7 separate regions of the Mus musculus genome follow, and all the other regions are linked to region 6. A link is a contact called in public HiChIP or PLAC-seq and promoter capture Hi-C data. All regions are on one chromosome and are shown on one strand. The core of a region is the stretch at or near the end of the contact, and the rest is flanking DNA. Distances in the headings are between cores, read along the strand shown. Region 1 holds the start of Krt23 (keratin 23). Region 2 holds the start of Stat3 (signal transducer and activator of transcription 3). Region 3 holds the start of Cavin1 (caveolae associated 1). Region 4 holds the start of Becn1 (beclin 1, autophagy related). Region 5 holds the start of A830036E02Rik (RIKEN cDNA A830036E02 gene). Region 6 holds the start of Jup (junction plakoglobin). Region 7 holds the start of Naglu (alpha-N-acetylglucosaminidase (Sanfilippo disease IIIB)).

The links. Promoter capture Hi-C pulls out the DNA fragments that hold promoters and counts their contacts. HiChIP or PLAC-seq counts read pairs in DNA pulled down with a chosen protein or histone mark. Capture Hi-C pulls out chosen DNA fragments and counts their contacts.
Region 1: a contact with region 6 is called in an H3K27ac HiChIP or PLAC-seq map of extraembryonic endoderm stem cells. The contact joins the promoter of Krt23 here to the promoter of Jup in region 6. A contact is called at or near these places in 1 of 39 promoter capture datasets (liver) and 1 of 115 datasets of contacts at active chromatin or transcription factors (extraembryonic endoderm stem cells).
Region 2: a promoter capture Hi-C map of embryonic stem cells shows a contact between it and region 6, with 2.5 times the contacts expected there. The contact joins the promoter of Stat3 here to the promoter of Jup in region 6. A contact is called at or near these places in 3 of 39 promoter capture datasets (embryonic stem cells, liver and pre-B cells), 1 of 484 Hi-C or Micro-C datasets (embryonic stem cells) and 3 of 115 datasets of contacts at active chromatin or transcription factors (embryonic forebrain, embryonic stem cells and large pre-B cells).
Region 3: a promoter capture Hi-C map of hippocampal neurons shows a contact between it and region 6, with 2.3 times the contacts expected there. The contact joins the promoter of Cavin1 here to the promoter of Jup in region 6. A contact is called at or near these places in 10 of 39 promoter capture datasets (3T3-L1-derived adipocytes, the C10 cell line, cranial neural crest and 6 more).
Region 4: a promoter capture Hi-C map of liver shows a contact between it and region 6, with 3 times the contacts expected there. The contact joins the promoter of Becn1 here to the promoter of Jup in region 6. A contact is called at or near these places in 3 of 39 promoter capture datasets (HPC-7-derived erythroid cells, the SN4741 cell line and pre-B cells) and 2 of 9 other capture datasets (adipose tissue and liver).
Region 5: a contact with region 6 is called in a promoter capture Hi-C map of hippocampal neurons, with 4 times the contacts expected there. The contact joins the promoter of A830036E02Rik here to the promoter of Jup in region 6. A contact is called at or near these places in 3 of 39 promoter capture datasets (the 3T3-L1 cell line, hippocampal neurons and pre-B cells).
Region 7: a contact with region 6 is called in a promoter capture Hi-C map of pre-B cells, with 12 times the contacts expected there. The contact joins the promoter of Naglu here to the promoter of Jup in region 6. A contact is called at or near these places in 4 of 39 promoter capture datasets (cranial neural crest, liver, pre-B cells and 1 more), 1 of 15 datasets of contacts at CTCF or cohesin (large pre-B cells) and 2 of 115 datasets of contacts at active chromatin or transcription factors (embryonic stem cells and microglia).

Annotation. Positions count from the first base shown.
Region 1 is chr11:99,491,776-99,494,475 of GRCm38.p6, reverse strand. It overlaps Krt23 (keratin 23), which reads left to right and starts at 1,356. Exons shown (of 8, transcript NM_033373.2): 1 at 1,356-1,807. The coding sequence starts at 1,412.
Region 2 is chr11:100,938,231-100,940,930 of GRCm38.p6, reverse strand. It overlaps Stat3 (signal transducer and activator of transcription 3), which reads left to right and starts at 1,391. Exons shown (of 24, transcript NM_213659.3): 1 at 1,391-1,675. Gm46295 (a long non-coding RNA gene) reads right to left here and starts at 2,593. Exons shown (of 2, transcript XR_001780333.2): 1 at 2,445-2,593; 2 at 689-1,858.
Region 3 is chr11:100,969,214-100,971,913 of GRCm38.p6, reverse strand. It overlaps Cavin1 (caveolae associated 1), which reads left to right and starts at 1,297. Exons shown (of 2, transcript NM_008986.2): 1 at 1,297-1,924. The coding sequence starts at 1,448.
Region 4 is chr11:101,300,933-101,303,632 of GRCm38.p6, reverse strand. Becn1 (beclin 1, autophagy related) reads left to right here and starts at 1,347. Exons shown (of 12, transcript NM_019584.4): 1 at 1,347-1,501; 2 at 1,777-1,905. The coding sequence starts at 1,779.
Region 5 is chr11:99,415,815-99,418,514 of GRCm38.p6, reverse strand. A830036E02Rik (RIKEN cDNA A830036E02 gene) reads right to left here and starts at 1,272. Exons shown (of 4, transcript NR_153851.1): 1 at 1,173-1,272; 2 at 103-580. It overlaps Krt12 (keratin 12), which reads left to right. Exons shown (of 8, transcript NM_010661.2): 4 at 1-30; 5 at 116-241; 6 at 380-600; 7 at 1,550-1,620; 8 at 2,407-2,700. The coding sequence ends at 2,504.
Region 6 is chr11:100,396,457-100,399,156 of GRCm38.p6, reverse strand. It overlaps Jup (junction plakoglobin), which reads left to right and starts at 1,367. Exons shown (of 14, transcript NM_010593.2): 1 at 1,367-1,521. Gm12348 (predicted gene 12348) reads right to left here and starts at 1,041. Exons shown (of 4, transcript NR_132425.1): 1 at 1,020-1,041.
Region 7 is chr11:101,068,798-101,071,497 of GRCm38.p6, reverse strand. Naglu (alpha-N-acetylglucosaminidase (Sanfilippo disease IIIB)) reads right to left here and starts at 1,404. Exons shown (of 6, transcript NM_013792.2): 1 at 997-1,404; 2 at 271-418. The coding sequence starts at 1,373.

The DNA.
Region 1 (2,700 bases), core at 107-2,606, 900 kb after region 6:
CTGATCTGTGCAGTTGGTGGCATTGAAGAGTGACACCAAAGTCTCTTCTGATAACTGACATTTTATTTTTTGTTTCGTATGTATGTGTGCCTCATGTTTGTGAGCATGGGGGTGGGAGAGGATGAGCACACCAGAAAGCAGCAAAGGTCACTGGGTGTCCTCCTCTGTCACCTTCTACCTTATTCCACTGAGACAGAGTCTCTCCTTAAACCAGGAGTTACACTGGTGGGCTCCAAGCCCCAGAGACCCTCCTGTCTCTGCACTCACACCAACAACGGAAAGGTGTAATAGCAACACCACACATAGACTCTGGGGATACACATAGACTGTGTGCATGGCTGGCCCAGCAAGGACCCTGACCCTCTGAACTATCTCCATAGACCCTGACAGCTTATTTCTACGTCATCTTTAAATGGAGTCACCAGTAACCAGCACAGAGCCCTTGCCCCAAACTACATCATTATTCACTCTCAACCTCTGCCTTGGCAGAAAGTTAAGATGCATCACACATGTCAGACCACCACGACGGGCTTCCTGTTTTCATAGCCCCTGCTGTAGATCGCATACAGGTCAATGGTCCGGGGACTCAACCAAAAAAAACAGAGACTGCCCAGGGCTACTGGTCAAATAGCAAAGCCATCTTTTCCTCCCTGGAGCCCAGGGACATCCCAGGCACAGGCTGGCTTGTTTGGTTTTGAGGTGTGCTGGGATCAAAGGCATCCTGGAAGCGGAAGGCCAGTCATTCATTAATTAATTACGACTGTAATTGAGGGTTTGTTCTGAAGAGTGATTCCTTTGAAATTACTTTCCATCAAACGGCAGCAGACACAAAGGAATCAGATATTCAGAGCCCTCTCTGTTTCCTTCCGCACGGGAGCAGATTTCCTCCAGGACTTGAGATTCTGGTTTGTTCTGGTTCTAACCTTGTAAGTCTTTCTTATCCTGGTGTAAGAGGGTTTATCTGGAGCACTGTGTGTGTGAGAGAGATTAATGGTTGGTTTTTTTTAAAAGAAAAGCTATACCACACCAGTCTTACTGTGGACTTTAATCTGACCTTTTTTGGGCGAATGTACATTGGAAATTTTCCACTGCGAGATTAGAAAGACATCTGAGATCTGCTACCCACCTGGTGGCCTGGGCCACGCCTCCGGGTTACCACTGGGAGGGAGGTGGTAACTGGCATATTCACGTGGTTCTAAACAACAACAGCAGAGTGTGTTGGCCCAGGGGCACCTCCGGATTGACCAAGAGGAAACACACATTGCACAATGATAGGATCTTGTCGGTACAGTTGTCAGAGAAGGAAACTCCCACAGCAAAGGGCATAAAACCATCTCAAGCAGTCTGAGGCAGTTCAGTCCTGTGAGCGTCAGAGAGCTGAGATAGCCCTGCTCCATACACAGATGGGACCATGAACTCCAGCCACAGCTTTAACCAGACCTACTCGGCCTCTGTCCACAGCCTCGGAAGCACCCGGGGGCGGCAGGGGAGCTGCCATCGGGCACCGAGTGTCCATGGAGGCGCAGGGGGTGTCCGCATCTCCCTTTCCTTCACCACGCCAGGCTGCCTGCCTCCTGGAGGATCATGGGGGTCTGGAAGAAGCAGTCCCCTGCTAGGTGGCAATGGCAAGGCCACCATGCAGAATCTCAACGATCGCCTGGCCACATATCTGGAGAAGGTGCGGGCTCTAGAGGAGGCTAACTCGAAGCTGGAAACCCGTATACTAAGGTGGCATCAGGAGAGAGAACCCAGCCACAGAAAGGATTATTCCCAGTATGAGGAAAACATCAGCCGCCTGCAGGAGCAGGTAAGACACTGAGAGAGACCCTGTAGCTATGGTACTGCCATACCCAGAGAGGATAGAGGGAGGGGGAACCAGACTGTGTGCATGGCAGTTCCCAGGGCAAACAGCAAAAAGAACTCAGCTCAAGTACTGCTCACCCAAATCTTACTGCTATAGCTTAAGTATGGATGGATTCGGGGAAATCTGTTTATAAAAATAATTTCCTCTCTGCAAATGATGTAGAAACCAGACAGCAAACATTTCAGATTTACTATACACTATCTTTTAAACAGCAAAACTGCCTGGTTTTCTACACACTTTAAAACATGGGGGGGTGGGGCGGGGGGTGAACCAAATATGTGAGCCTTAGGAGTGTCAGACAGCCTGTCACCGTGCAAGTATCACGTAAGATCCAACGACATCACAGAAATGATAAGGCTGCTATGCAGGGTGCACCCTCGGTACACAAGGCCCAGGAGAGAATTTGCTTCCAAATCAGATCAGTTCTGCTCCACCTCAGAGGCCTGACGACAGTGTGACTCTCTATCAACAAAAGGCTGAGTTACGCTACTGTGTAGGTCATGCGGAAAAAGCTGTCTCTCCAGCAGCAGATAGATCGTGGACATCCCTGGATATTTTTCTAGGAACTGCTAAAAGATAAAGTGGGTCACACTTCTGATAAAGGCATATTGCTGGGGGTGGGGGGGTGAGAATAGTAAAATTGGGCATTTAAAAACTGGAGAGATGGGCTTCCCAAAGAATACCATGCTTCCCAGTCAAACACCTAAGATGCTCAGCTTCTACTTTCTGGGATGCCTGGATACAAGCAGAGGGGTGACAGTCATCTCACAGTTGTGTTCTTAAAGCTATAACCCTTCCCTTTGTATGAAGGAGCATGATTTAACCCCCGCACCCCC
Region 2 (2,700 bases), core at 142-2,641, 540 kb before region 6:
ATCACTGCAGTACGCAGAGTTCATTCTCTATGACAGAAAGCCAAGCATATACACGTACCATGAACTGCTGATTCCAACTCAGTAAAATCTGTACTCCCAACATACAAGACGTGAAATAGGTCAGATAATTTCAAGAGCGTCAAGACCCCCCCCAAAAGACTAAATGGATGTTACTCCTAACTCCTGCCACTCTAGTTAAGCAGTAGTGGGAAAGTGTGGAAGAACTGGTTTGTCTCAATTGGACATTTAAGTTTAATGGTGAAAGACTAGTTAATGTTAACAATGAATCCTAAAATCATCAGAATATTTTATGGGCTTTCTCTCTGTGTGTGTTAGCTTCAGTTCTTAAAATTAAGTGCCTAATTAAAAGTGATTTAATTTTGTCTGCACGTTTTTCTGCACAAGGTGTGTGTCTTTGCTGCGGGCAGAGGCCTGAGGAGGGCTTCAGATCCCCCCCCCCCCCCCAGACCCCAGAGTGGAGTTACAAATGGCTAAGAGCCATCTTGTGGGATGCTGGAACTTGAACTTGAATTTTTACCAGGATCAGCCTGGCAGTCCCCTTAACTTAGGCATCCCTCTAGCTCCTAAAATAAGTACCTTTTAATGGAAACAAGTTGGTCAAAACTATCTTTCAGAATTTCAAGACCCAGTATAACAGTTTAAAAAAAAAAGAACTCAGACACACGTGGAAATGGCAAGTACTGTGTATTCGTGTCAGCTGTCATGCATAGGCTCTCTGCATTTCTGTGAGCTGACCAATCAGCCTTGCTGTTGAGATTCAGGTTTGAAATGGTGGAACAGAGAACCGGGTTATAGCCACTATTCTCCCCCACGCAATCTAGTAATTACTCTATTTCCACGTCATATTTCCGGGTGTATGCCCATAATCACGCAGAACTGAAGTTCAGAGCAGCCAGGAGTTGCCCATGTTCTTTTTTGATGTCTCCACAAACCCAAATGCTTAAGTGGGGTGACACCTGGGGACCGCCTAAGTGGCTGATTCCCACGTGGTAAGGAGCTCACAAACTCGCCCCCACGTGGTGCCAAGGGCCGGGAAAAGGGAGAGCGGGCAGAAGCGAGCCGTATCAGGGCATTTAAAGTGTCTTGACGTCACGCACTGCCAGGAACTCAGCTGAGTTTTCAGCAGGACATTCCGCTAATGTCTCCTCCCTCCCCCCGGGCTTTTTTGTAAGCTAGGCCTCTGCGCGTCCCTTGGTCGCGGAGGGAGGAGCACAAAGCTCTCAGAACAGCCAACTCAGGGAGGTGTGCCCAGAGCTCTCGACCCCGCCTTCTCTCCTAGAGGCGTTTTTCATTGGTTAGTGGGCGGGGCTTAGGAAGTACAGCGCTCGCCCGGAGGCCTCAGGGTGGCCTAGCCAGCTGGCCATTCCTTAATTATGCATGGAGGCGTGTCTTGGCCAGTGGCGGCTGGGTGGGGATTGGCTGGAGGGGCTGTAATTCAGCGGTTTCCGGAGCTGCAGTGTAGACAGGGAGGGGGAACCTGGGGTTCCGACGTCGCGGCGGAGGGAACGAGCCCTAACCGGATCGCTGAGGTACAACCCCGCTCGGTGTCGCCTGACCGCGTCGGCTAGGAGAGGCCAGGCGGCCCTCGGGAGCCCAGCAGCTCGCGCCTGGAGTCAGCGCAGGCCGGCCAGTCGGGCCTCAGCCCCGGAGACAGGTGAAGGGGGTGCAGGGTGGGGCCACCTCCCCGACGGCACGGGGGACGGCATGGGGGACCCCACGGTTCGTCAGCTGTGGGGGTGCTTAGAGCTGTGAATGGACACTTACATGGGGCAGGAGGATAGGAGGAGACACACAGGGTCGTCCCGGCGGCACTGACGTCCGGATGACAGGAACCAGCCTGGGAAAGGAAGGGACGCTGTAAGTTTCGAGGGGGAGATGCGGAGAGAGAGTGGGGAGTTCTGGGGGGTGTAGGACCGTGGGGGGGAGGACATTCTAGGCTGAGGGTAACAGAACTGACAGAAGCGGCCCTCCTGTGACTGCTCCCGGAGGCTAGGGACGTTCGGGCCACCAGAGCCACTGCCACTCAGGTGGAGATCATTGGGGTGGAGGCGTTAGAAGGAGCCTCCTTCCTGCCCCTGTGCTGGGCCTGGCCGTTCCTTGCCTAGCCACTTTCTTTGCCTTGCTCCCGTTCCTTCTGTAGTCAGCTGTACCCACTTAGGAGGTGGGAACTGTTGTGTCTCTCCTCCTGCCTCTCCGCCCCTCCCCCTCCCCCTCCCCCCCCCCCCCCAGCCTCTGGGACTGGCTAGATTTTTTTCTTAAGAATCAGATTTCCTATAGAAAATTGACAAACTTGTATCCTTTCTAAATTCTCTCCCATCTCTTTCTGTGTTAAGCTATGATTTCCCCCACCTTGTTAAGAACACTTTTTTTTTTCCCAATTCAAAATAAATCCCTGGCCAAACCAGCTCTAAAGAGCAACAAACCTCTTTCCTCTTTGACATTGTTCTCTCATAAACACCTGGTAAACTCGACGAGACGATAAATAATTGAGCCATTGCATTTACTGGATCGTGGTGTTGCTTAATTGCACAGGCCAGGGTGAGCCAATCAAGAGTGGGAGTTTTCTGTCTCATAGCCAAGCTCTTGTGTAAAAGCAGAAGCTAGGGAAACAAAGACAGGCTGGCCTTGGCTGAGTTCTGTGTGTAAACTTTACCTGTTGGGGGGTGTGTGGCTATAAAT
Region 3 (2,700 bases), core at 48-2,547, 570 kb before region 6:
TTCTATACCCTATATGGCAATCTGCTCCACACGTTGGTGAATTGATTGATTAGATCGACGACCCTCGAGTCTCCACAGAGCAGCGTTTAACTTAAGGAGGGTGGGCACCAGACTAGAAGTGACCTTTTGCCGAGAACCCATCCAGGCGGGGAACCCCAAGCCTGGTTTCCTAATCAGGGAAAAGGTTTTCAGTATCTCTGTGGGAAAGGGAATTGGGGTGGCTCCAGGGATTGCTGAGGGCCTGTGTCTAGAGACACAGGGCAGCCTGTGTCTCTAGACGTCTGTGCTAAGGACTTTTCTGCGCCTGCTCAGAACTGCCAGCTCCTTGGTGTTCAGCACCATGAAGAAAACTGTTCGCTTCCCCATTCGGTAGTACCGCTATAGTTGCCCCAATTCCTGCCCCAGGGAAAGGTACTGAGTACCGGTGGAGTTCAGAGACCTGGAGCTAAGAACAGATGGCAACAGTAACCTGGAGTGAACCCTGGAGAGCCACCTGCCTCCTCTTGGCCTTCTTTTCTCTGCTAGGTAAAGAGATGGGGTTCCGTGATCTCCCTGAATGCTCACCTAATATCCGAGAACCCAAGGGAAGAACGAGTCCGACGCTCACATTCTTAGAATTAGCTAGATATCTGCTGGAGGGGGCCCTGGGAGAAGTGACCAAAAGCTTTTACTTTATAATTTACTTCTCGCCTTAATCATGCCCTGTCCTTACAATTCTAAGAGAAACCTAGAGGCCCTTTCTAGGCCGTCACCCTTTCTGTCATTTCATCTCTTCCCTCTCTCTCACTAACAACCCCACAAGATTTGGGGGACAGTGGTAACTCAGTGTATAGATAGACGATGGGGGCAGACCCCCAAATCTTTGAAAAAGATTGTATAGGGCAAGGATCCTCCAAGGACATGAGGCATAGACACAAACTACTCGTTTACACCCAATTCACGCGCCATTTGGACCTCAGCTTGATCTTAAAAGGCTGGAGTGGGTTTGTGGGTGAGGAAAGAGAAAGAGTAGAGCACACTCCGAAGACCTAATTCCTTTCCGCAGCTCACATTCCTCTGCCCCAGTCCCGCTGCCGCAGCCTCCACTGCCAAGGGGGGCCCTAGACTCCCGCTCCAACTATTCCAACCATCCTGAACAGGGTGGGGCGCCCAGCTCTTGGGTTCCCCTCTGCTGCCCCTCCGGGGTTGGTCTCCCCTCCTGCCCCGGTTCCTCCCTTTCTGGGGTGGGGCCAGCCAATGGCCGACGGGACTCCGGGTTTGGTCTAGGAGCCGGGCAACTCGCAGATTCCCCGCCCCACAGTTCTGGCTAGAGTCCCGGTGCGCACGGACGTGGCTCGAGTTTCCTCCGCTCTGGGCTCCTGCTCGCTGTCCAGTCTCTCGCTCCTCCTTCTCTCCCGGTCTCCCGCTCCAGTTCCACCCGGTCGGCCCCGCACGGCTCCGGGAAGCCATGGAGGATGTCACGCTCCATATCGTTGAGCGGCCGTATTCCGGATTTCCCGATGCTTCCTCAGAGGGCCCGGAGCCCACCCAAGGGGAGGCGCGGGCCACGGAGGAGCCGTCGGGGACCGGCTCCGACGAGCTGATCAAGTCGGACCAGGTGAACGGTGTGCTGGTGCTGAGCCTTCTGGATAAAATCATCGGCGCCGTTGACCAGATCCAGCTGACCCAAGCCCAGCTGGAGGAGCGACAGGCGGAGATGGAGGGCGCTGTGCAGAGCATCCAGGGAGAGCTGAGCAAGCTGGGCAAGGCGCACGCCACCACGAGCAACACCGTGAGCAAGTTGCTGGAGAAGGTGCGCAAGGTCAGCGTCAACGTGAAGACCGTGCGCGGCAGCCTGGAGCGCCAGGCCGGCCAGATAAAGAAACTGGAGGTCAACGAGGCGGAGCTGCTGAGGCGCCGCAACTTCAAAGTCATGATCTACCAGGTGAGCCCGCGGGGCGGACCGCGCCCAGAGCTGGGGTCCCGGCCTGGGATCCGGGTGGGGACACCCGGCCGAGGCTCGTCTCTCCGCCAGCCCGGCCTGGTGAGAGCGGTCAGGAGCTCCTCCCCCCTTCCTGTGAACCCAGTTGGAGTGGGGTTTAGGGAGTGGCAAACTCTTGGGGCTCACAGAGGGGCGCACCCTGCGCCTTCCTCTCCAGGCTCCTCCCCACGGTCTCTAACTCCTATCGGAAAAGTTAGCGGGCTAGACTTGGGAACGCTGAATGCTCCCAGCTTGTCTCTGTCAAACGCCTTTCCACTTGGAGGAAGTTTTTTTTTTGGTGGGGCGGAGAGAGGGAAAAGGGAGGGAATGCCCGAGGTCTCTGGTGGTCTCTGTATGCCCCTCTGTAAGCAGACACTAAAGGTGGGGCCCGGGACCTGGGGCCTCCGGCGCTGCGGGCCCGATATAGCGGGTGATTCAGGGCTCAGGCACGCAGTGGCGGGGGCGCCATGCAAGGGACACGATCGTCAGCCCCCCACACCCTATCCCCGCGCCCCCGCACCAACCTCGGCTACCCACGCATGTCCCTAGGCCGCGATCTGCCCCTGGCCTCCAGGCACTTTCAGTTCCCAAGGGTCTTGCAGTGCGCGGGCGCCCTTGGCGCCTGCTGGGAGCGGGTGGGGCAGGTAGGGTGGGCGTTAGGAGTGTAAGTGGGGCGGGTGGAGGTGGCGGTCTGGGCGCAGTGAATCACCCCACCCCCGCATGATTGCGGGGGCCATGTC
Region 4 (2,700 bases), core at 98-2,597, 900 kb before region 6:
TTAATGATAAGGTTCTGTTCTAGGACAAAGTCAATTCCTCATTGTGATATTATTGTATCCACCCAAATTGGAAGCAATGGAAGTTTCCATCAATAAAGAAATTCACTGTAATCTGTGCGTTTCTGCTGTGATGTATTGCAGCAATGAGAATGTTAATTAACAAAACTGGAGCAACATGGAAAACATTCAATTATTTTTATTATCCTTAGTGGTGGTGGAGGGCAGTCCATACCCTGGAATTCCTTTGGAGGTCAACTTCATCTCCTCCTACTCCGATCCTTAGGAATTGACCTTAGGGTCTCTCTCACGTTTGGTGCACACACTTTTACAGGTTGAGCCATCTTGGCAGCCCACATATGTTAAACTTACAAAGTAGGGCTGGACATACAGTTCATTGGTGGAGTACTTGCTTAGTATATGAGAGGCCTTGGATATGATTCCAGATACACACATACTCACAGGAGCCAGCTCTCTCTCTCTCTCTCTCTCTCACACACACACACACACACACACACACACACACACACCACAAATGCATTGGTGTTTTGCATACATGGATGACTGTGTGAAAGTGGTGATAGTGGTGTCAGTTCTTGGAGTTACAGACAGTTATGAGCTGCCATGTGGGTGGATGGATTTGATTTAATCCAGGTCATCTGGAAGTGCGGTTGGTGCTTTTAACTGCTGAGCCATCTCTCCAGTCTCCACTGTCACCTTTTTATTTATTTACATTTTGTTATATACATACATAATACACACATACACATATATACATACATATAACTATCACCTTTAATGTATTTGCATTTTATTATATACACATATACAAACATATATACATACATACACACATACACATACATACATACATATAACAATAAAATTTACCATCCTGCCAAACGCACTCCCTCAGAAGGGTTTAGACAATTTGACTCTCCCAAAAATACACTTTAAAAGCTCACACATGCCGGAAGGTGGTGGTGCACGCTTTTAATCACAGCCCTTAGGAGGCTGAGGCAAGTGGATCTCTGTGAAGTGGATGCCAGCTTGGTCTACAGGGCGAGTTCCAGGTCAACCAGGGCTACACAGAGAAACCCTGTCTCAAACAAACAAACAAACAAACAAACAAACAAACAAACAACACCCTGATCCCTAAGGAATATAGAAGTGGCTCCACTTGGAAGTAACAAATCTTGAGTGGACCGTCTAAATCAGAAGAGTGTGGGCAGCTTCGGCCCACCTGTCGGCACTGCTGCACTTCCCCGCTCGGCCTTTGGATGGCGCTCCGAGCCGGGTAAACAGGGATCTGGAGCAGGGGTCCTTGCGTCAGCTCCCGTCGTGACGTCACTTCTGGTCCTGGGCGGAAGTCTTCAGCTAGCCGACCGGGAAGTAGCTGAAGACCGGGCGATGGGAACTCTGGAGGTCTCGCTCCGGGGCGGACCCGAGGCCACCGTGCCCCCGCGGTAGAACGAGCCTGGGTGGCGGGCTCCGGGCTCCTGAGGTGAGGAGCGTCGGGGCCTGAAGTGAGACCTTAGGAAGAAGCCTAGAGTCCCTGGCGGCCACTCTGGTGCCCCGTTTCCCCGCTCGGGAGACTAGACTGCCTTAGCTGGGCTCTGCCCCGGAAGCGGGTCCTCTTGGTGTCATCCCACTCCCAGAGGGAACGGCGCGGACCGGGATTTTCCTCTTCACCTCCACCACCAAGGCAGCGGGTAGCCTCGGGCCCGAGGTTCAAAGGAGCCGATTCTTCTTAACGTCGTCTTTTCTCCGCTGTCGCAGGCATGGAGGGGTCTAAGGCGTCCAGCAGCACCATGCAGGTGAGCTTCGTGTGCCAGCGCTGTAGCCAGCCTCTGAAACTGGACACGAGCTTCAAGATCCTGGACCGGGTCACCATCCAGGAACTCACAGGTCAGCAGGATCCGAGGAAAGGGGTGGTCAAGAAGGAGGGAAGTGGGCAACTTTAGGGACATTGAGGTGGCGGTCTCTGGCTTTCGGTTTTCTCGTCAGGAATAGACCTCTGACAGTGTCTCCAGAGTGAAGGAGTATTCACATATAACAGAATTTCTTGAAGATTTACCAGTGTATCAATCAGGTGTCCTGTAACAGTCCCCGTGGAAACCAGGCTTGGTGGCTCACATCTATAACTGCAGCAACTCAGGAGGCTGACGCCGGAGCTGCCTCAAGTTCCAGGCCAGCCTGCGCTATTGAATGAGACCCTGTTTCCAAAAATAAAAAGGACAGGAGAAGTGCCATGGTGCATCCTCTTACAGGTGACGAGTTGAGGTTAGAGCCATCAGTGAGCATACTTACCTGAGGTCCAGTGAAGTGTAGGAGAGCCTTGAAGCCTGAAGAAGAGAGTGAGAGAGGTGATTAGCGAGTTTAAACACGTTCATGGGCCTGGCATTAGCATGGAAACCTTGGCTTTGTTGTATATAGCTCCCTAGACCTTGATTCATTTTTATTCATAATTAGTATTAGTTATGTGTATAGGTGGTTTGCTTACATGTACATCTGTCCATGACGAGAATGCCTGATGCCGGGAGAGGCCAGAAGAGGGCGTCAGATCCCTGAACTGGAGTTAACAGGTGGTTGTGAGCCACCGTGTGAGGGCTAGGACTCGAACCTAGGTCCTTTACAGGAGCAACAGGTGCTCTAAGCTATTGAGTGATCTGCCCAGCTCTTTATTTTTCTTCTCCTTAAAAA
Region 5 (2,700 bases), core at 23-2,522, 980 kb after region 6:
AAAGATGCAGAGGCCTGGTTTCTTGAAAAGGTAACACCGCGAGATTTGATGCATTCCCAGAAAGCCCTTTGAGCCAGCGCAGAGCTCACCCCATCCACCTACTTTGCTGTTGCAGAGCAGAGAGCTCCGAAAAGAGATCAGCAGCAACACGGAGCAGCTTCAGTCCAGCAAGAGCGAGGTCACCGACCTGAAGCGCATGGTGCAGAACCTAGAGATTGAACTCCAGTCCCAGCTCGCCATGGTAGCGTGACATGCAGAGAGAGATGATGCATCCTTTAACTTCCAAAAAAAAAGATGTTGCACCCACCGTATGCTGGACCATGGGCTGCCCATCTTGTTCTCTGATCCCCAGACAATTCTGTCTATCTCCCATTTGCAGAAGTCGTCCCTGGAAGGCTCGCTGGCTGAAACCGAGGGTGGGTACTGCTGCCAACTGTCTCAGGTGCAGCAGCTGATCGGCAGCCTGGAGGAGCAACTCCAACAGGTGCGGGCTGACGCGGAGCGCCAGAATGCGGACCACCAGCGGCTGCTGGGCGTCAAGGCTCGCCTGGAGATGGAGATTGAGACCTACCGCCGGCTGCTGGAGGGGGACAGCCAAGGGTGAGCAGACAATAAGATTGGAAACATCGTAGGGGCTGAAAGACTGTGGACACCTGATGCAGATTTTTTTTCTGCAGTGGGAGAAGAGGGCTGTAGTCGACTAAACAGGGAACAAATCTTGCCAGTGATCCTAGCACTGAGGAGTCTGGGGCAAGAGGAACCCACGTTCCAGACCAACCTGAGCTACATCTGCATACTGCCTGCAGGAAGAGGGGGTGGGCTGGGAAGCTTGCAAGTGTAGAGAACTGAGTCCAGAGCCCCCAAAACCCATGTCGAGTGTATCTCTAACCTCATCGCTCCTGCTGAAGACAGAAGGTGGAGGCATGAAGAGCCTCAGAAGTCTGTGGCCCAGTGTGTCTCAAACAAGGTGTAGTCCAGAACCAACACATGAACATGCATGCACACACACACACACACACACACACACACAGACTTTTGAAGAGGAGGGAAAAAAGGATAAAACAACAAATCTAGAAAATGCATGCCTAGAATTTACTAGATAATAGAATGTATTCAGCCACTATCTCACTTGATACAAATTAATAAAATGCTCATTGTAAATGAGTACTTACATGTTCTAGAAGAACCATCTCTTGATGCTAGGGATAACACATCGATAGCAGCATCCGGATCACCCAGCCCCACGGTAGCAAACCCGTCATCAACAATAGCAGCCTAATCTGGAAGGAAGAGCCCCAGATGGTAAATTAAGACAGCTGATTTCTGAGACCAAGCTGCTCCCCCTCAGAGCCCATTGTAGGAGGTTTGGATGAAAATCTGTGCTGACCCAATTAGCTACCCTCGTGGTGCATCAGTCAGCCAAGAAACTTGTAATAGCATCTCTATTTTTGTTGCGGTTGTGTAGGCGTCTCTCATGTTTAAGCTCAAGCAGCAGGGTCTCCTTACTTATCCAACAATCACGTGAGCACAGCTCTCCTTCTCTTTACAGCGACGGTTTTGACGAGAGCTCATCCCTTTCTGTCTCCAAACCGCAGACACCATCAGTCGATTCCTCTAAAGGTATGGACACGAGAATCATTAAAAATAAGGCAGACTCTCATTCGTGAAATGACTAAACTGTAAGATCTCACTAAACGTTGAGTGTAAATAACTTAAAATAGATTTGTGTTCTGAGCAGGGGACATATCTCTGCTCAAACACACTGGGCAGTGGAGTGGTATATTAAAACTCTCAGCAAGCTCAAGTAAGAAAATCCTACTCTAGGAAGACAAAATGAGCGCCATGAGACGGGGTTTCTCTGTGTAGCCCTGGCTGTTCAGGAACTCGCTCTGTAGACCAGGCTGCCCTTGAACTCATGGAGATCCACCTGCCTCTGCCTCCTGAATGCTAGGATTACATTCATGCACTACCATGCACACTTCTTAAATGCTTTTAAAGTACACCAGGATTAGTGTGTGCCTGCCATCCCATCTCTTGGAGGGCTAAATTTTTTTAATAAAAATTAAAAGAGAGAGAGAGAGAAAGAGAGAGGGGGGGGGGGATAGTGAGTTCCAGGCTATCCTGGGCTAATATTTAGCAAGACCCTGAACTGAAAGAAAGAACTAGAGGAACAGAGAGATGGAGGGAGACGTTGAGCCTTTTGATTTGTGCACAAGACAGTCCTGAATAAATTTCATTTCCACTAAGTAAAACTCACTTGGTTTGGAATGGAGTCACTTGCAAAAGTCTGAATTTGACGAAAAGCTTAAGTTGAACAAGAATAAACCTTGGGTTGATAACTGCTTAGTAATAATCATCATCCTCTTTTGTGTTGTTTGTTTGTTTGTGTTTGTTTTTTACCTTTAGACCCAAATAAAACTCGAAAAATCAAGACAGTCGTGCAGGAGATAGTGAATGGCGAAGTGGTCTCATCCCAGGTTCAGGAACTTGAAGAAGAGATGTAAGGCCTCACACGGGCTCCTCTGGGATGCGAAGTTTCCAGCCAGGAGTTACTGCTTCCGTGCGCTATATGAATTCAGCACCTGTTTTGGCCAGTTTCCTTTTCCTTGGATTCTCTATGCAGGTTGGGTCTTGTTAGCATTTCTGAAACAATATCCAATTTACAAGTCTCTGTGGCTCTGCTGGTCTTCATTGCAACCC
Region 6 (2,700 bases), core at 118-2,617:
ACTGACCCTTCTGCTCTGGGACTTGAAAGAAGGTGTCGGCCCAGGCGTGGTGGCGCACGCCTTTAATCCCAGCACTCGGGAGGCAGAGGCAGGTGGATTTCTGGGTTCGAGGCCAGCCTGGTCTACAAAGTGAGTTCCAGGATAGCCAGGGCTATACAGAGAAACTCTGTCTGGAAAAACAAAAACAAAAACAAAAACAAAAAAAAAAAAAAAAGAAAGAAGGTGTCGGAGTTTAGAGTGTACCATATTTCCTAGTCTTGTGATCTCTTTGGAGCGTAGTTTTAAAATCGCATTACATTTTATTTACTTTTATGTGTGTGGCACTTGTGCCAAGGCGGGAGATCAGAGGACAGAGGACAACCTGTGAGACTTGGCTGTTGTCTCCCTCCATGAGGTATCAGACTCGGGTGGTCACATCTGCACAACTGAGGCACCACACAAGCCCATTAAAAATATTCTTTTAACATGGATCATTTCGATCCCACTTTGAAGACCAGGCTGGCCTCTTAACTCACAGAGATCTGCCTGCCTCTGCCTCCTCGAGTGCCACCACTGCCTGGCTGCTCCAGCACTTTTTAAGAACTGTCTCGAACTGAGACAGTTTAAATACTGACATTCCTCAGCTGTTTAAGTGCTACTACAAAGCTTATTTCATTTAATCTCTCCAACCTAAGATAGATAAAGCTAATGAACCCACTTTACAGAAGAGATACAGGGTGAAAGGTACACTAACTAGCCTAAGGTCATACAAAGATTAAGGGGAGAACCCAAACCCAGGCCTGCTAATTCTAAACAGAAGGGATCAGGGAACACTCCATCTTTTGTAGGGGGGAGAAAATCCCAACCCAGCACAAAGCCTATGAAATGCTTTACAAACATCTTATTACTACGTTGAGGCAAGAATGAATAAGCCTGACGCTGAGTTGGCTGGCTAGTGAAGGCGTCAGTCCTTTCCCATGCCTCCCCCTGACTCACCTGTTGGACAGGTAGGGGGGGAAGGGGAGAATAATGAGTCTTACCTGCTCAGGGCTAGGGTGGGGCAAGTCACGCCCCACCTGATCCATTGGCTTTTTCCTTAGTCTTACTGACAGCCCTCTGTCCAATCATAAAGAAGAAACTTTCTATTTGCCAATAGATGCAGAGTGAGGATGAGACCTCAAGTTGGCGTCCACCCCAGAGTCGAGTGGCAGTCCCTGGGGCCAATGGTGAGCGCATAAACAGAGGCGGCCGTGGTAGAGGTCCCGGCGCGAGGCTCCGCCCCTCGATGGGATAGTCAGGCTGGGCAGCCAGTGAGATAGCCTCAGAGGGTGGGAGTCTCCCTAGGGGGCGGAGCTTCGAGGGGGCGAGAGGTGTGGCTTGGCTGTCAGGTCCCTTTGCCTTTTGTTCGGTTACTGAGTTGCTGCCTTGGCCAGAGTCCGGAGCAGCCGCCGCCCGAGTGCGCCGAGCTCAGTTCGCTGCCCGCGCCGGCTCCCTCCCGGCCAGACCCGACCCCGATTCGGCTCAGCCCGGCTCCACGCTCAGGTACACCCGATCGGGGTACGAATCACTGTGGGAGAGTAGGGACAGCAAGCGGCCGGGAGGCTGGTTCCAGCGGTTTCAGGGCAGGTGAGGGCGGGTGTCAGGGAGCGCATCCTACACCAGCGACAGGGGGCGCGCTGGGGTCCGGGGCGCGGGACCCTTGGGACAAGCAATCTGGGTTGGAGCGCCCCTCCAGGCTCGGTGAACCGCAGGTCTGAGAAGGGTGGGGAGGAACTAGGGCAGGTGCCTCGGAGTTCGCGCCTCCCCCAGGGCCCCAGAGCTCGCCTAACACGGCGTCCCTGACTCTCCCCTGGAGCTGACCGAGCAGACTTTGACCCGCTCCGCCTGGTCCCGGAGCTCACGGTGACAGGAATTTACCGTTTGGGAAACTTGCTGCCTAGTCTCTTTGGGGCCACCCTCACCGCACCCCACGCGTCATCCTCGCTTTCTCTCCCTCCCTCCCTACTCCCCCAGGCCTGGGTGGGGCCCTATTGTCTGCGCCCAGCTTTCCAAACTGTGGGGGCCGAGTGCACATTTTCCCAGGGACGCAATTCCCACCTGCTGAGCAGAGCAGGTGAGCGCTTGGAAGACGGAGGCCCTGCCCTGCAGCTCCGAGCTGGACCTGTGGCGCCTCCCTCCGCTCTAGTGTACGCCGGTCAATGCCTTCTCCTACGGAGGTGGGATAGGGTGACTGGGGAACTGGTGAAGGGTCTGGGCTGAGTGCCCTACCGATGTCTGACACTGGTGGCTTGGCCTGGAGTCTGGGCCGGTAGAGAAAATTTAAGAAGCACTCGCCCAGTTTTTAGTAGCTGTGGTTTCCAGAGTGTTGATAGGGAAACAGCAATATCTTTTGATTTCTGCAACCCATTCTTGTTGAGAAATCACTCCAAACAAACTTTCCAGGAGAAAGTAACCATGGGAGCCTTTTCTAGGATTTTTCTAGTCTCCTTGTTGAGAGCTGATTCTAGGCTTGGTGGTACTTCTTGGAGGAAAACCCCTTCCCCCAGTCAGCTCCAAGCTGAACGTAGCCAGTGTGTGCGCTTTGACCCTGTTCTCCCTGCCCCCAACTCCATCCTGTTTGCCAGGCCCCTAAGGCCTGAGGTAGGGACCAATGGGGGTGGGGTGGGGGCGTTGCTGAAAGGGGAAGTGTCTTCTTCCTTCCCCCTCCTCCGGAGACCATCA
Region 7 (2,700 bases), core at 155-2,654, 670 kb before region 6:
GGTTCTGGGTATATAAGAAAGACTGACCAAGTCAGGAAGCAAGCAGTGTTGCTCCAAAGTCTCTGCTTCAGTTCCTGCCTCCAGGTACCTGCCCTGATTGAGTTCCTGCCTTGGAACTCAATCTTGAATCTTCCTGCCTCTACCTGAGTCCTGGGATTACAGACATATACTGCCAGATACTTTGTCCCACCCTGGAAGGCCTCGGTTTCCCAGGGGCAGGGGTGTATGTAAGGCAGGCAGGAGAGTGTGAGGGGCCAGGTTGGCACAAACCCTTTGCCAGATGGCCTCCTGGCCATTCCAAGCCAGAGCCAGGTTGATGCCATTCAGTGCCATCCAGTCAATCTCTTGCTCCCAACGGGCCCAGTCCCACCACACGAAGGAGTAGCTGTGCGTGCACACATTCTGGTAATAGCGGTACCTGCGGGTAGGGGCACATTATTGGGGACATATGGGATGCCTCACTCACCCCTCTGGAACACTTCAGAGGCAGCCAGAGGCAGCTACTAACCCCAACACAGTACGCATACAGGACAGTGGGCAAAGGTTTCAATGTGCCTCCTCTCCTGCTCATTCCAAATCCACCTCGGGTGAAGCTGGAACTTCCCGCAGACCTCCCTAGCTAGTAGCTATTGTGAATACATAACTTCATTTTTATTCAACATGCCCAGAGCTCCTGCTGTGCATCCTGTGGTGTCTTAGGGTGTCAGTGCCATAAGGCAAAATTGGTCTCTCTCATGAAGAGGGCTCACAGTTCCTATAGTTTGTCATTATTTCCAGCAGTGGGGGCTGGGAAGCTAAATGATTTGGCTCAAGAATATACAGCTAGAGGGGAGCCAAGATTTGAAGGCACAGATCCCCGAGCCAGCACTTCCTTCTCAGTCTCCAGGCGAGTCTGTAGCTGCAGCCCCGACTTAGGTGTGCTGGTCCTCACCAACGGTGGCTGTCCCGAGGCTGCAGGCAGCTGCCCCAGCCGTCTGGGACCCACAGCATCAATACCTGTTGGGCGTGGTTTCGGTCAGCCCGTCGGGCACAGCGGGCAGCGGCCACGGCAGGTGCAGCTGAGCGCTGGACCAGGCCACCTGACAGCCACAGAAGTCACGCAGGTAGCGGTGCAGCCCCGCGGCTGCCGCCACGCCCGTGGAGCCGCGCACAAGCACTGGCACCCCGCCGCCGCCGCTCAGGCTGTAGGTGTCCAGGCCCGACTCGTCCGCCAGCGCGCGCTCCACGGACACCAAGAAATTGGCCGCCGGCCCGGGTCCCAGTAGCCGGACCACCAGTTCCCGCACGGCCTTTGCCTCCCGAGCCTCATCACCCACAGAGCCCCCAGCCAGGAGTAGGAACCCCAGAATCACGGCCAGCCCCGCGGCTTCCATGATGCCAACCGCGCGGCCGCTGCCCCCTCACAACCAATACCAAGCTCCGGGCCCGCGGGGCAGGGCTGCCAGCATCCAATCGGCTGCCGACCTCGGGCCACGTGACCTGAAGGTTGGCTCCTGCTACCCGCCCGGAGAACCTGGTTTCCGGACTCAGACACTGGTCAGGGTCTGCTGACCGCGCTCGTGGCTGGAGGGTGCGTGACCCTATGAAACATCCTCGGCCCGATGAGACGCTGCGCATGCCCAAGCCCTTTCAGATTCGGCCCTCTTTCTTCCGCAAGTCACTTCCCTTCCAAATATCTAGCCACTCTTTTAAGCGACGAGAATTGAAGCCAGCCAAGACTTGGCTCTACCACTAAGCTATATTCTAACCCCTCATCTAATAAATGTGTATTTGGATTTTATTTCGTATCAGACTGTTGTTTATATTAGAGAAGTCTCAGTTGTCATTTCTGGCTAAAGATCTGGAAACCAAATAAGGATTTCTCTGGGTGAGAAGATAGCTCAGTGGATAAAGCGCTTGCACCTGAGGACATTCATTTGAATTGGCAGAATCCACATAAAGCTGTCCCAGCATTGGGAGGCTGCAATCCCAGTGCTCCCGGGAGATGAGCGCTGGAGACAGCTGCCCTGATGTATAAAGTGACAGATGGGGAAGAGACCTTATCTTAAGGTAGAAGGTAACACCCGAGATTGTCCTCTATTGACAGCAAAACCCACAACTCTCGCTTCAAAAGGACTGAGAGCTTATTCTGAAGCCCAATATGAATGACCATGGCCCTGGAACAGTTTTAGGTCAACCCAGTTTCCATGTTCCAATGTGGAAATAATTTGAAGTTTTTATAGTAATGGAGCACATATCAAAACACTTTTTTGAATAGATTGGTGGAGACATCAGAAGTGGGTTATAGTGAATCTGGGAATCAGTTGCAGGCTTCAGATAACATTCTTAGCTTCCAGGATGCTGGAAGCTGGTGGTCTGTTAAATTAATGCATTTCAAAGGAAAACTCGTGTTCAGTACGTTCAAAAAAAAAAAAAAAAAAAAAAGACTTACCCATTGTCATAAAGCTGTTAGAAGTTACCTGGTGCGTTTCCTTCTATGAAGTGATGACAAATGATAACCAACAAAGAATGGCAAGGTGAACCAACACCATCTGGCAGTGTCTACTGTCCCTTGGGCTATATTTATGTCTTTTTAAAAGAAACATCATGTGTTTTCTCAAGTATATGCTCTGGTAAAACATCATATCCACCCCCCCCCCTTTTAGGCTGTCTCTAGAAGAACATCATGTGTCTATTCTTAGCAAATCATCTTTTCATGGG